Linked DNA regions of Sus scrofa: all the other regions are linked to region 1. The links are chromatin contacts, called in public Hi-C and HiChIP or PLAC-seq maps. All regions are on one chromosome and are shown on one strand. Each heading gives the region's core, a stretch centred on a gene start, on an enhancer-like site or on the middle of the called end of the contact. The rest is flanking DNA. Distances are from core to core; before and after follow the strand shown.

Region 1 (3,065 bases), core at 196-2,695:
TAAGTTCCAGAGAAATAACGCCAACACAGCCTGAAAACTAAAATGCTTAAACTGTCTCAAGATGTCAAAGACATCTTGGTACGAAGATGTCTTCGTACCACTGGCAGTCCAGAAATCCAAAAGGTTCACAAGATGAGGGCACCGGGGTCACACCGCTGAGGCGCAAAAGTTAGAAGGCAGCCAAGTGCACCTGTAAACTGCAGTCTATGAAAAGGGTTGCCAGATGTCATCTACACCTCCAACCCGCCTCCCACCGCGCTCCCATCCTCTTTATCAGTTTTTAAAGGGAACTGTCCAAGGTTACCACCTGACAGGAAGGAATACTTTGATGTGGGCTACCAATAAAATAAAAATGCACACTCTCTATATTTAGAGTATTGCTATACAACATCTAAGTGTTGACAAAGTGTCAACCATGGTACATAAAACAAAACAAAAAAAACCCCTCCTTCTCAACAGGGTTAAAACGTCAATAAGAAACTGACCGAAAGAGGGAGATCTCTAACTTCCCAAAACAGCAACCCCCAGGAAAGGTACTGGAATCAGCGGAAGTTACTGAGGACAGAAGTGTTTAAATGCCCCCCTTCCCCAGCCCACGGTAAAAGTTTGAATCGCCGTCTATCTCACACGGTGGTCGGAAACTTCCCTAAACAACAGGCAAGCGGACACCCTAAACTCCTCTCTCAGCCAACCCGAGGTGCCCTCAAGCCAGGCTCTGGCTTCCTCCCCCATCTCACCCTCTTCTGGACACTCACTAGCCTGCCTCAGGGTCCAAACCCGGCCGGTGGTTCCGCGACCTCACGGCCTCCGGGCTCAGTCAGGTGGGCCTCGGCCTCAGGCCCGCCCCCAGGAGACCTGCGCGGCGCTCCTCTCCTCCCGGGACAGACCCGTGACCCCGGCCCGCCCTCAGGCCCAGCCCTCGCCCTCCCCGCCGGCCGGCCCTCACCTCCTCAGCGTGCTTGCGCAGCGCCTTCTCTCGCTCGTACTGGGTGATAAGCTGCTCGTTGTCGTCCCGCAGCAGCTCCAGCTCCACCTGGTGCTCCTGATCCTGCGCGAACACCGAGTCCAGGTTCTCCAGCACGGCCACCACCAGTGGCATCAGCTCCTTGACCACCTCCTCGTCGTAGCGCCCGATGAGCCTCTCGAACTCGCGGTAGATGGAGCCGGCCAGGCCGGACACCCTCTCAGACATCACGGCCCCGGAACCACCGGGCTCCTCCTGGTACACCACACCGTCCTCCAGCTCCATGGTTGCGGGCGGGCGGCCTGCCTGCCCGGGGCGTCACCGGCTGAAGGAGCGACTCGGGCCCGTACGGGACGGGCCGCTGGAGCTAGGGCTGGGGCTGGGCCCGGCGGGGTGGGGGCCGGGGCCGTAGGAGGGGAGGGGTGAGGCGAGCGCACTCAGCCCAACCGCCGCTGCACCAACTGCCGGGGCGGCCGGGCCGCGCGCGCCACACGTCACTCGTGGGGCGGTACCCGCGCCGCGTCGGCCTGTAGGGCGGGGCCCCGCGGGAGGCCGGGCGAGGCCGGGGGCGGGGCCGAATGCGTCACTATGCGCCGGCGGAGGCGGCGTGGCGTCAACACTCGGCGCCGCGCGACGTTGGTACGCCAATGGGAAAGTCTGCGAGAGAGGATGGCGAGAACTGCTGCCCCGGGCGGGGTTTGCTGGGCGAATCCCAGAGGAAAGGGAGGGGTTCTGGAAGAGTGACTAGCAGTCCAGAATTAGCATAGCTAACATTTTATTACTTTTTGCAGCTCATAGAGGGTTTTCTCGTTTGTTCTTCACAGCAGGCTTAGTGCTGTAGAAGTTTGGCCTTCGTTTCACAGACAAGGAAAGTAGGCCCTGAAAAGTTAGGGTTCACTCAAGGTCACACAGCTAGAACGGGAAGGAGGATAATCTGGGATTCAAACCAATTATGTCTGAGAAGTCCCGACCTAGAGAAGTGGAAAACAGAGAGAGAGAGAGAGAGAGAAAGCAACCTTAAATGAGACGAGGTCTGCCTCAGTGATAAGGTGGTCTTGAGTAGGATAGAATTATTTGGGGAAAAGTAGATTAAGGAAAAACTTAAACATAAGACATGCGCGGCATCCTGGAGATGAATAAAACTGGAACACCACATCTTGCACTTTCCCGTACACAATTTTCTCTGCCTCTCCTGGCCAGCTTGGGAGCATGGCATTTCCTGGCTCCAGCCACCCGCCTTTCCTCTAATCTTGAGGAAGTGGGGTGGGGCGGGCTAATAGGGGGTTGGGGAGTGGAAGAGGAAAGAGGTGGAGTCACTGAAGTGAGTAAGTCCTGTTATACTTGAGGTTTCCACCACCTGGTAAAGAATCACGTGTGGGGAATGACACAACACCCAAACCCCTGGAGGGCTGAGTTAAGGATCACTTCCCAGTGCTTCTTTTAGCCTCCGCAAATGTAGAAGACACTCTTAAAACCCCTTATCTCCAGGGGAGGTCACTCAGAAGTTCTCTGGCCTCTACTCTAAGAATAGGGTAGGGCTGGCAGAACTTGGATAAAGAATGGTTTAGCGCTGGAGTCAGCTACCTCTCGGGATCATAAATACCCTCAACTTGGTATTTAAAGTTCAAGTTCTCCCCATCAAGCACAAACTAGTTCTCCAAAGTTTCCCAAATTTAGACCCACTTGGAGACTCACAAAAGCAGTAAGGAGGTTAGCTAAGCTATAAACTCAAAATGACAAAAATGAAGATACTAAGCCTGGAGTTCCGACGTGTTGAGGCAGAATACTAACTCAAGTAGTCAGCATAGGCGCATGAGCTTTGATGCATTCTTTGATATGGCTATTGATTAACATTTGTGGTTTAAGGACTCCAGAGCAACATCCTCACAGGCCAAGCTATAAACTCAAAATGACAAAAATGAAGATACTAAGCCTGGAGTTCCGACGTGTTGAGGCAGAATACTAACTCAGGTAGTCAGCATAGGCGCATGAGCTTTGATGCATTCTTTGATATGGCTATTGATTAACATTTGTGGTTTAAGGACTCCAGAGCAACATCCTCACAGGCCTTGTTTGCTATAAAAAGTGTACCTACACCCAC
Region 2 (3,065 bases), core at 273-2,772, 250 kb before region 1:
ATCCTACACAGTTGCTGTTTTAAATATACTAAGTGCTCAAAATGAAATAATCGAGCTTCTCTGTGCTTTTCTTTTCAACGTGTATTTTTCTAAATTTGAAAATACCTCGTGGGCATCAAGCCTAACAAAAGAAACAATGAATTTCAAAAATTTATTGATTATTCTGCTGAAAGGGCAGAGTTTCTGAGTTTTACTCTGATTTTTAAAATCACCTCCATCCCTCGTGATAAGAAAACAGCCGGACAGGCGGGTACGATAAGGTCGACCTTTAAACGTTTGCTGGATCAGCACTGGGTGGGGATAAGGAAAGATCAAGGGCAAACAGAAGATATTTGCAAAGGAGGGATCTGAGGTTGATCTAAAAGGACATTTAAAAATCAAGTTGATAATTCATCTGTTTCATTTTTCCATACTCGTAGTGACAAAGGAGAAAGAGTCCCCGGCTGCCCTAAACTACAAACACTCTCCAAGCCAAAAGCCCTGAGTGCTGGCAAAGGCAGCCGATTAGGCCAAATTGCTTGAAGGTGCAGCCGAGCGAAATTCAGGCTCGGCAGAAGGTAGTTTCAAAGCAACGCCTTAAGACAGGAGCGTGAAGAATTACATAAACAGCCAGTTGGGTCTCATTAGATTTCTGCTCACAGCCCTCGGAGCCCAAGCGCTACAGCGGCAGCAGCCAAGAGGAGGAGGAAGAGAGTACAAGTCTCCTCCTCCAAGGAGGAGGAGGAGGAGGAAGGCCACGAGAGATGGAAACGCGACCATTTGGGGCCAGGGGCCCGGACACCCGGCGGGTCGCCGCGCCGGCTGCACCGGGTCAGCCGCTCCCTCCCCCCGCCCCAGCCGTAACCCGACCCGCCGCTCCCTGCCCCCGCCTCAAGGCTCCTGGGACCCGGCCAGAGCCTGGGGAGCGCTGGTTCCCTGGCACCATTTTCGGGCCGGCCAGCCACCCGCCCCGCGGAGCCCAGCGTTCCCTTCGCGTTCGCTGCTGCTCCTGGGCACCCCAACCCCCGATTCCCATCAGCTCGCCCCGGGCCGCCCTTCCCCGGTCACCCGGCCCCGCCGAGCCCAAAGCGCCGGCCAGCCCCGCCTCCAGCTCCCGGGCGCACCCGGGCCCCTCGGAGCTACCTCGGGTCGGGTGTTGAGAGCCGCTCCCCTCCACGCCCGGGCCGCGACGCCGCCGTCCCGAGCCCCCAAGGGCCCGCGGCTCGACGCTGCTGCAGCCCCTCCTCCTCCTCCTCCTGCCCCCGCCCGCCGCCCCTCGATACTTACGGGCTGCTTCCACCACAGACCCAGCGGCTGGGCGGAGGAGAAGGGAGGGTCGGCGGCAGCGAGCTGGCTGGGCCTAGTGCACGCCGACGCTGCCGGGAGGAGGTTGCGGAGGACGAGAGCCTCAGGAGTTCGCCCCTTCTGGCTCGGGTTGGCGAGGACGGGGTCAGGTGAGCGCGCCCACTTCTCCACACAGCCCGGTGCCCGGCCCAGCGTCCCCGTACAGCGCCCACTCCGCGCCGGGCCAGAGCTTTGCTCCTTCTGCCGCGGCGCGCGCCCCGCCTCTCGTTTTATAGTCTCCTCCCCGCCCCCCCATCCCCTCCCGTAGGGGTGCGCGCGCCCGCTCCGCGTCACACAGCTCCGGGCGGCGTCACCATTCCCTATCCTCCCACCCGGCACCCGAGACCCTCACCGGCTGGCTCCGCCCCTGCCCTGCCCCCGGACGCCATTGGCCAAGTCCCTCCTGCCCATGTCCCAAACCGAGGCGGTGGGCCGGGCGGGCAGGCCACACCCCTCGGGCTCCAGGATGGCCAATGAACCGACTATCTGGAGTCACTGTGGGCGGGATTAAGAAAAATTGGAAAGGGATTGGGGGAGAGACGTGCCAGTGAAGGCGACAGAGGTGGTTTGGGGCGGCTGACTCTGCGTCTAGGCCGAGAGCACCGGGGAGGAGGGGGGAGGGGAACGGAGCTGGAGGCGAAGCGGCTGGGGAGAACTGTGGCGAGCTGTCGATCTCGAGAGGGAGGGGAGGATTTACAAAGCATGCTCCACCCGAGTGGGATTGTGGTCGAGGAAAATCCCATTCGTGGACGAGCTACCACGTCGGCCTCCAGTGCACCCAAGAGAGCTTAGAAAAAGGGCGAACTGTGACAAGGACTCGTGCACTCGGTTAATTAAATCACCGCAAGGGCCTAGGCCAACTGCCGTCCAGAGAGGGGCAACTGCAGAATCCAAAGCTGCTGTGCCAGGCTGGGGGTGGGGAAGGGAAGACCACCCGGCCACACCTCCCGCCCCGGTGACAGTTTAACTGCCTCCGCTTCCCACATCAGACCTCCCCGTGCAACCCGGCAGCAACTCGGACGTGGGGGTGTCTTGAGAGTATAAGAAGAATCACATTTTATTCCGAATGTCCCAGTCCAGCCCTCCATGCCAAGTTGCGTACGTATCTAAGTGTATATGTGCATGCGTGTATTTCAAGTGCCTGTTTTAACATGAATACACATAATAAACACAGTGCCTTCCTATATTGTACGTTTAAGATAAAATTATCTTAGTTAAAATATGGGTGAAAAAATAGGGAGCAGGGAAAGACAGGGACTCAAAAGGGGCGGGCAAACGCTTCTTTTTCACAACCTGCAGCAGAGAATTACCCCAAGTTAACACTGGGAGTGGAACCAGGCGTCTCTTACGGCTAAAAATATTACTCACAGGTAGCAACGACGCCTCATTGGCCAGACTTCTCCCCTAGCAACCAGGCGATTGGCCGTCTGGTATCCAGGAGACCGACGTCAAACTCGCACTGGGAAAAGGAGCGAGAAGGTCTAAGGGGAGAGAAGGGTAGGAGGGGGAGAAAGAGGAGCAATGAATGAAACGCCCATTGCCCGGCCTTCCCCTCTCCGCTTTCTTCAGCCCTCAAGGAGTGCTTCCTGGAAAAACACCAATTGGGGCGCCGCCTTCCTCTCAAAACCGAGGGGTTTGCACTCTCTACCTGCTACGTGGAAGTTAAACCACAATCCACCGAGGAGTGGAGTGTTTGCGAAGCTGGCTGTGCAGACCAGCCGTGCTCCTGCGGCACAAACCCG
Region 3 (3,065 bases), core at 327-2,826, 160 kb after region 1:
CTGTAGAAAAATATCAACCATGCTCACACATCGAAGCCAGCTCATTTGACCTCATCTAGACAAGTCTTCAGACAGCCCTCACTCTCTCTCCAGCCCGCCTTCCTTCACTTCCCTGCTGTTGCTTTCCTGGCACACAAAATATAGGCCAGTGAACGGTGGGTGGGTGAGGAGGATGTGAGAGAAAATATGAGAAGTAAAAACGGAATCCACTTAACAGGGACATTAATGAGTCTCATAAGGGCAGGCCAGCAACAATCAGAAGTGAACGGAAAGGGCTTTCCTGGGAAGCAGCGAGCGCGTCTGTAAGGGTTGGGGCAGAGGCCAGGCTACCTACCACTTTTCAGAGAGGCTGCACGGGGGCCGGCTGCCTTGGGTGACCTCTACTGTCTCTTCCGACTCTGAAATGTTAGGATTCTCATTTCACAAAAGGGAACGCGACGGTCATAAAGCCCTCCGACTTAGGACCCTTGTAAATAGGCTGCCTCGTCGGCAGCTTCCCAAACACCACTCCCACCTCTCCCTCCCACACGTGCCCACCCCGCCCCCTTTCAATTTTTCCACCTCCACGTGCGAAACGCCTCGCAGCACTCGCCCCACAGCGGAGAGCGCCTTCCCCTGCAAAGCACCGAAACTCTGCCCCCCTGGGAGAGGTGAGGCGTCCACTCTGCGACCCTGAGCGGCCAAAAAAGGAACTCTCAAATCCAGTCTGCCCCCCTCGCAGCCAGAGCTGAAGGAGGAGGGGGGCGGGACGCAAAGAATAACTTTCTTCTAAAATTTCTCGTCCAGAAAGCGGAGGAGGGGGGGGGGAGAGAGAGAACCCCGAACAGTCCGGGGCTGAGCGGGTGGGGGGAGGGGAAACCCCCTCTCCCCGCATCGTTTAACGGCCGGCAGGGGGGAGGGGGACTCCGGAGGTGAAGGGGGCGTGGGATGGAGAAGCAGGCCAGGGAGCAGGGTCAGGGAGCTGCAGGGGTTCCTGAGGTTGGGGAGCTGCGGGCGTCCCCCCCACCTGGCACACAAAGCAGCTGCCGCGCTCGGCTCTCACCAGATCCTTTGTGTTTTCCATCAGGGCCTCATGGGTAGGGGTTGTCCGTGCTCCCCAGGCCCGCGGCGCCCCCTCCCGAGCTGGGGGCAGACGCCTCTGCCCAGAACTATGGCGACTACAGGGGGGGCCCCGGATGGGCCCAGACCGGTGGCAGCTGCGGCAGCCCCCGGATTTCCCCCCTTTAACTCGGGTGGCCCCAGGATATCAACAACATTAGCATAGCCCTCCCTCCCTAGCGCGCCTGCGCCGTGACCCGCGCCCCGATTGGCCCACTTCCCTACATACCCTCCTCTCAGTCTTCCAGCATGGGACCCTCTGCAGGCTCCGTACTCCACGGGCCGTACCAAGACGAAGGGGTGGAAAAGGCAATTGGGGCTCGTGTAAGTCAAGTGGTTAAAAGTCAGGAAGGAAAGGAGAAATTTCATCCCGTCACCTCAGTTTATACCCTAGCATTCTTGCGTTCCTTTCAATCACTTGTAGCTGCGAAGTTGTGTTGGAAGAAAATTCCCACTCCAGTTACGACGCTTCCCCCTCTACTCGGAAGATTGGTCCTCCCGGAGGAACTCCCACACGGGGAGGAGCTCTTGCGGGGAGTGGGCGTTACGTAGAGCGAGAGAGTGTTGGTCACGTGCTCACAGGCGTTGCAGGCTCTTTCCGGCCTCCGGCAGCCCCAGCAGCAGCGGAAAGCGAGGGGCCTCGGCGCATGCGCAGTGAGGTTCCACGTGAGCGCCCGCGTTCCTTCTCAAACCCAAGGATGCCGCCGGAACGGAGGGGCCGAGCGAGACCGGACAGGACACCCGGAGTGAGACCGGGCCGGAAGACCCAAGTGAAGCCGGGCCGGAGAGCTGGACTGGGGCGGGCTGGGCCGCCCCGAAAGGCTGCTGCTTCATCCCAGCGGCAACCGCCGGCCCCGCCGGGAGCAGCGGCCGCTGCGATAGCAATCGCGGCGGAGGAGGAGAGACGGCTCCGGCAGCGGAATCGCTTGAGGCTGGAGGAGGACAAGCCGGCCGTGGAGCAGTGCCTGGAGGAGCTGGTCTTCGGCGATGTGTTGGACGACGAGGACGCGCTGCTGCGGCGTCTGCGGGGCCCGCGGGTGAGGGAGGCCGAGGCGCGCGGGCTGGGCGCTCGGTGGGCGGTGAGTCTCCAGGGGCGGAGCCTGGGAGACCTGCGGCGCAGAGGAGCTCTCAGGTGGGAGGGAGCCGGGAACGCGGGCGCCCAGGGGTGCCACTCTGAAAGTCTCCGGAGGGCGGAGACAGCGCTTCACTCCCTTGGGAACCGCTTTCCCAGGTATCTAGCAGGCGCTCAATACATACTAATCTGTGTTGAAAGTCTTGAGCATTTTTCGCAGCTCAACCCCATCATCTCCTAAACTCGGTGCTCCTTTCCGCTTGGCCGTTCAGTAGCCTGCCTCAATATCTTGTGATTCGGGGATTCCACCTCGTTTGTGGAGTAAGAATTCATGGGCACGGGCCTGAGAGTCTGTTTTAACAGTTTATCCATATGATAGACTAGCTAGCTTTTGAGAACGATCTTGCCTTCGTCTAGCCAGTAAATCTCTGTGGGCCAGTTTGGCACCAGATACTTTTCCTGGCAATGAGAACCCTGCATAATATTTTTTGCACACTTTTTGCCTCTTTTTTTTTTTTTTTTTTTAAATCCTGAACCTGTTTTTTATTCCAAGATAGGCTATTTCTAGGCATTCTCTAGGCACTGGAAGAGAAGCAGCAATGCAGGAAAACATCCCTTCCTTCTTGGCGCTTTTGTGTTAGTGGTAGAGGCAGAAGATAAAGTTCAGGTATGTCAGTGAAGTGCTGAAGAGAAAAAATAAAGGTACTCGAGAAAGGGAGATAAGTGTGTGTAGAGGAGGCCTATGAAATTTTACATCGGATGGCCAAGCAAAGCCTTACTGAAAATTACTCTATTTGATAAGTGAATATGGACCTATCAAGTATTAGTTGATTGCCAGAACCTTCTTTGGGTGCTTATGGGAGAGGTTGCAGAATCTACTTGGGAGATAGAGAAA

The links. A called contact is a pair of places that touch in the nucleus more often than the background predicts. HiChIP or PLAC-seq counts read pairs in DNA pulled down with a chosen protein or histone mark.
Region 2: a contact with region 1 is called in a Hi-C map of epiblast stem cells, with 2.6 times the contacts expected there. The contact joins the promoter of TOB1 here to the promoter of SPAG9 in region 1. A contact is called at or near these places in 2 of 47 Hi-C or Micro-C datasets (epiblast stem cells and liver) and 1 of 2 datasets of contacts at active chromatin or transcription factors (alveolar macrophages).
Region 3: a contact with region 1 is called in an H3K27ac HiChIP or PLAC-seq map of alveolar macrophages. The contact joins the promoter of MBTD1 here to the promoter of SPAG9 in region 1. A contact is called at or near these places in 1 of 5 promoter capture datasets (liver), 2 of 47 Hi-C or Micro-C datasets (embryonic fibroblasts and liver) and 1 of 2 datasets of contacts at active chromatin or transcription factors (alveolar macrophages).

Annotation. Positions count from the first base shown.
Region 1 is chr12:27,368,819-27,371,883 of Sscrofa11.1, forward strand. SPAG9 (C-Jun-amino-terminal kinase-interacting protein 4) reads right to left here and starts at 1,446. Exons shown (of 34, transcript XM_021067194.1): 1 at 947-1,446. The coding sequence starts at 1,249.
Region 2 is chr12:27,118,384-27,121,448 of Sscrofa11.1, forward strand. TOB1 (transducer of ERBB2, 1) reads right to left here and starts at 1,523. Exons shown (of 12, transcript NM_001123205.1): 1 at 1,267-1,523.
Region 3 is chr12:27,524,836-27,527,900 of Sscrofa11.1, forward strand. It overlaps MBTD1 (MBT domain-containing protein 1), which reads right to left and starts at 1,577. Exons shown (of 17, transcript XM_021067227.1): 1 at 1,328-1,577. It overlaps UTP18 (U3 small nucleolar RNA-associated protein 18 homolog), which reads left to right and starts at 1,345. Exons shown (of 14, transcript XM_003131596.5): 1 at 1,345-2,135. The coding sequence starts at 1,746.